Linked DNA regions of Mus musculus: region 2 is linked to region 1. The links are chromatin contacts, called in public Hi-C maps. All regions are on one chromosome and are shown on one strand. Each heading gives the region's core, a stretch centred on a gene start, on an enhancer-like site or on the middle of the called end of the contact. The rest is flanking DNA. Distances are from core to core; before and after follow the strand shown.

Evidence for each region. Hi-C and Micro-C count contacts between places; a contact is called where the count stands out from the background.
Region 2: a Hi-C map of cortical neurons shows a contact between it and region 1. The contact joins two enhancer-like sites.

The regions. Positions count from the first base shown.
Region 1 is chr3:116,902,978-116,905,677 of GRCm38.p6, reverse strand. It overlaps Frrs1 (ferric-chelate reductase 1), which reads right to left. Exons shown (of 17, transcript NM_009146.3): 16 at 2,687-2,700; 17 at 1,928-2,609. The coding sequence ends at 2,517. Among named protein-coding and RNA genes, the nearest start is that of Frrs1, 43 kb to the right of the region's middle. Within about 2 kb of position 1,332, at least 26 of the 459 cell types and tissues checked have an H3K27ac peak or open chromatin away from gene starts, as enhancers often do. A contact at or near this core is called in cortical neurons, where this site is marked.
Region 2 is chr3:117,825,527-117,828,226 of GRCm38.p6, reverse strand. All of the region lies in intron 7 of Snx7 (sorting nexin 7), which reads left to right. Among named protein-coding and RNA genes, the nearest start is that of Gm52614, 29 kb to the left of the region's middle. Within about 2 kb of position 1,251, at least 29 of the 459 cell types and tissues checked have an H3K27ac peak or open chromatin away from gene starts, as enhancers often do. A contact at or near this core is called in cortical neurons, where this site is marked.

The sequences.
Region 1 (2,700 bases), core at 83-2,582:
ATTATATGAAACTCTTTTTTCTCTTTATGGTTGTCTTTTTCCAAGACAGGGCTTCTGTGTGTAACAGCCCTGGCTGTCCTGAAACTCTCTTATAGACCAGATTGGCCTTGAACACACAGAGATCCTCCTGCCTCTGCCTCCCAAGATCTGGGATCCACACCCAGCTGTCCGTTATGTAAAATCCTTTTTCTTCAATTTAATTTATGTATTTACATCCCAAATGCTGCTCCCCCCCCCCAAGCCTCTCCTCACAGGGTTCCTCCTCTCATCCCATCTCCCCTTCACCTCTGAGAGGGTACACCTCCATCTTAAAGGACTAATAAAAAAAATTTTTCTTTTGAAAAATGCATTATATTGCCCTTGGCATCAGAAGTCCAGCAAGTTCACCTATCTGCAAACTGTACCTAAGCAAACCTTAACAAAAAAGGTGGAAACCCTTTCCTGAAAAGAACTTTTCCTTGTCTGTTATTGAACAGGACTGGTTAAGACATATGTTTTAGCCTTTAGTGGCTTACAATGGAAAACTGAAAGAAATTTTTTTCATATAGATTTAAATTGTTGCTGTGTCATTTCTCCAGTGTGAGGATGGAGGCATGGCTTCACACACTCTGCTCAAGCACGGTGCCACTGAGCCACATCTCCAGACCTTTTTCTTTTGAAATAAATTCATTCTCAAGGGATAGTATAAACCGTAATGTGCCATTCATTGACCATGAGCACAGGAAATTCCTACCTGAACCCTGTGCTATTTTTAGCTAAAATCTATGTAGAGAAAATCAGAACGTTTTCACTTTATTGGTTAGAAATAAAAGCATGGAGCTGGGGTCATTACTCAGAGATGAAGATGGGGTTCTGGGGCCAAGCAGAAATGATATCATCAGCTGAAAAAGTATCTGAAAAATAAAATATATTCTACCAATTATTTTGCTTGTTTCCTTTGCCTAAGAAAATTATCTTCATTTGCAGCAGGGTCAGAAGGATACAAAAGAAAATATCAAACAGTCATTATAAATAATCAAAGAAAACAAATAAAAGTTAAGTCAGAAAGTATTAACACCAGTCATTAAGTTTCTAGCACCTATTACAGAGAGAGAGAGAGAGAGAGAGAGAGAGAGAGAGAGAGGGAGAGGGAGAGGGAGAGGGAGAGGGAGAGGGAGAGGGAGGGAGGGAGGGAGGGAGAGAGAGAGAGAGAGAGAGAGAGAGAGAGAGAGAGAGAATTCAGAGCATATGATGTAAGGAAATAGTCCCATAATAAAAACACTTAGTGGCAACAGAACAAATGAGTCCTCCGGTATTACAGCGCCACCCACTGGCTGTAAGTCCTCACAGCAGAGATAGAAAATACGGAGTAGGAGGAAACACACGGCCTGTGCTGTCACTAGAGCACCAGGGATGTCTTCCAAAGGAACCCATCCATGTTAGTGTATCTTCAAGAGACAAGAACACTTGCTGGATCCGTTCACAAGGGTGAGGTTTAGCAACTGAGAGATTCGCAGCTTTGTTCTAGCTCCTATAAGGACTGATCTCACGGCTGAAACAGGACATAAGATGTCGTTTCAGCTCCACAAAGGAAAAATAAATGAGATCTCTAATCAGGGGCACCTACCTGCATTTAACTGCTAAAGGAAATATAGTATCCGTAATATAACTACATGTTAAGGAAATGCCCACTGAATAAATCAACAGCTACCTTTAGACAGAAATACTGAACACAAAGGAGAAAATCTCCTAACTGCTGGTCGGAAAACGTGTTTAGTTTTTTTTCTTGTAGGTTTTACTTGTTTGGTGTGTGTGTGTGTGTGTGTGTGTGTCTGTGTGTGTGTGTGTCTGTGTGTCTGTGTGTGTGTGCGCATAAAATCAAAATGTAGTAATTTTTTTTTAAACTCTAAGACAAAATCTTTTAAATAAACTAGTCAAACATAAATGTAGTCTTTAAAGTACCATAGCAGCATCGTCATGAAAATTACAGTTCCCTTAAAACCAGATATAGTGGTGCACACCTGTAAACCACCCAGGAAACAGAGGCAGGCAGATCAGAGGTTCAGGGTTATCTTTGGTTATACAACTGGTTAAAGGCCAGCCTGGGCTACACCAAACCTGTCTCATTCCCAAAGACACAATCTCCATTTATTCTTTCTTTTCTCTTTTTTCTTTCTTTCTTTCTTTCTTTCTTTCTTTTTTTTTTTTTTTTTTTTTTTTGCCTGAGATAATTGTCTTCATCTGCTATCCATTCCAGTTTACAGTTTTAAATCTGGCATGAGATGCTGAGAGTCATGTCATCTCAGGTACAATGTTCCCTTAGGGATGCAGAATTACACATAAAGGCCCAGGTTATTTAGCCCACTTGAATGTGAGCTGGGAAACCCAGACTTCAGCGTTCCTCGATAGCGATGCCCATGGGTCTTCGGACTTAGTAGGTGCTGCAGGTGGTCGGCACAAGCTTCAGGTCTCTCCTCATTTTAATGATCATCATGACCCAGGCCCACAAAAAATAAAAAATAAAAGTCTTTTTGTGCTCATATGTGGTTGATTGCAGATAAGAATATCGAGAGAAAAATCACATTCCCACATATGTAAACGGCCAACACCACCTTCTTAAAAACATGACCCTGAAATAAAAACTGAGATTTAGCCAAAAGCACCGTCACTAATGTCTGTGTCGATAAGCAAGAGAAGAGAATCTCACCTCTGCTTCTGCGA
Region 2 (2,700 bases), core at 2-2,501, 920 kb before region 1:
AAACAATAAAAATCATGATGACCACTCTGATCCAGGAGAACTTGCTGAAGGCTAAAATCAAGAGGTGTCTACAAACTCAGCTCTGTGTAGAACAGACACTTCATTCCAATCTGACCGGGAACTTGACTCATATGTCTTATTCTATACATTTTCCGAACTGAAATTCCGTTGTCTGAGTGGAATGTGTGTGGGGAGAGGTGGGCTGTGGTGGGCAGAGCTGGAGAAAGGCATTCATAAAGGAGGATGATGGGAAATATATGTGGCCGAGCTTAGTGATCAAAGGAAGAGTTGTATTTTTCTTTCTATAACAATGAAGAGAAATGGAAAAAAAAACCCAGCATTTTGTATTTGGGCTTGTATGTGCTGTTCATTTTAGAGTCTGCTCGAAGGAAAGAAAGAGCGGACACTTATACAGAAATTTTAAGTACATCATTTGAACGTTAGAATTCATTTTCCATTTAAAATGTTTAAAAATTTTAGCAATTATTAAGACTAGTGGCTTAACAACATTTTCTTCCTGAGTAAATACTAGAGACTTTAACATTTCCAGGGAATAATAACATGGTATATGGAAGCAGCATTTGTTCAGAATAGCCCACCCTCCTATATTATGTTTTTATTTTAAAATTTTAAATAATTTGATTGATTTGTGAGCATCTGAGAGTGTGTGTGCGCATATGCACATGTGTGTGCGTTTGTGTGTGTGTCTGCAAGTTTGATGTCTGTTATATCAAAATCATGTCTGTTATATCAAAAGATTGTTATGAGATTGTTGAAATTTTAAAATTTAATTATTCCATTATATCATGTAACATTTGAAATTAATGTTTGAAGCAGTCATAGTTAATGGAAGCATTGCAAGTGTTCTTTTTAAATTAATGTATTATCATGACATGTTTTAAACTTTTATTTTTTTATTGCTTTTACTCATCAAAACAGACCTGTCTTATAATTCACAGATTAGCATCATGATTTGTAAAATTCTCCATTTTCAAAGAATGGGTTTACATGTTCTTTCAGTCATCACATAGATATGCCCACCACCATCATGTGTTTTATACAAACTAAAATCCCTCTGTGCCATGATGCATTGTTAGTAACCTTGCAGAATCACCCACAAAATGGGTCTGTCGTGATTGGTCGCTGAACAACCAAAAAAGATGTTGCTTGGAAATATGCAAGATGGGTGTCACCATGGAAACCTGCCCTTGTGAGGTCCTTCTAAGGAGCAGGGCTTTGCAGTCACCATGGCGACCCTGGCAGAGAACTGAATATAGCAATCTGCCTTGTTGTTTACCATGGCAACTGAGACAGGGCCACTTTGTAGATAGCATTGGGGCCATTTCTATGGAGACCTCCTGAGGCTGCCTTTGGCAGTCTTATCAAACCCACATTGGGATAGGATATCACATGCACACCCAATAAGCAACAGTGGGCAATTTCTTATGATAAGCAGAGTAAAATGATGCTCCTACCAAGTAGTCAAAAATTAGGGGGATAGTAGTGACTCCATAGAAAGACAACCACAGAGTAACACGGATTGGATCAGGCGACCTTTAGTGGGCTTGCATGATACACAATACCAGGCTCTAGTCATTTTACATCACTTGTAACCATATCTGTAGGCTAACTAATAATGAGAGTGTGCTTTTGCACTTACCACCCAAGTTATTGTAAAGCAGCTGCAATTTTGAGTTTGTGGTCTGTAGTTCTCTCGAGGAAGCCAATGAATGGTTTCAAAATGGTCTCTGCTTCCTAGAGGAAGAATACTCTTTTCAAATTCAGGTCAGCTGTTTACTGAAAGTTTTGTTGTTTATGCTTTGGAGTTAGATAGCCTTACATACAGATGCTAGCTCACCTACTTATTAACTACGTCATAGGACACATTTACAGCTTCTTATAGCCTCCTTTTACACTGGGTATATTTGCAGAAATTATTAGCAGCTTTGTAATAGGCTTGCTAAAGACTGATGATACGATGCTAGTAAATTGCTTATATTGTAGCACACACACAGTATTTTTTGCCTGATGTTATTTTGATGCCATGTAGAGAAGAGATATTTATGTTAGGTCCTGAATAATGACAAATACGTTATTCATTGTTGTGCAAGGAGAATGCTTTTTTTTTCTTTTGAAAACCAGATCATATAACTTTTTATATTATTCATTTTATTTATTTACATTTTAATGATACCCCCTTCCCCATTTCTCCTCCACAAATCCCCCATCCCATCCCCCTTCCCTTTGCCTCTTTAAGGGTGCTCCTCCTCCCACTCACCCACTCCCCCCTCACTGCTCTAGCATCCCCCTTTGCTGGAGCATCAAACTTTCACAGGACCATGGGCCTCCCCTGCCACTGATATCAGATAAGGCCATCCTCTCTACATATGTAGCTGGAGCCATGGGTCCTTCCATGTGTACCTTTTGGTTAGTGGTTTAGTCCCTGAGAGCTTGGAGGGATTTGGTTGGTTGATATTGTTGTTCTTCCTATGGGGTTGCAACCCCCTTCAGTTTCTTCATTGCTTCCCTTAACTCTTCCACTGGGGACCCAGGGCTCAGTCTGATGGTTGGCTGTAAGCATCTACATCTGTATTAGTCAGCTGCTGGCAGAGCCTCCCAGGGGACATATATACTAGGTTCCTGTCAGCAAGCACTTCTTGATGTCAGGTGTGGTGGAATCCCAAGAAGAGGTGGTCTCTG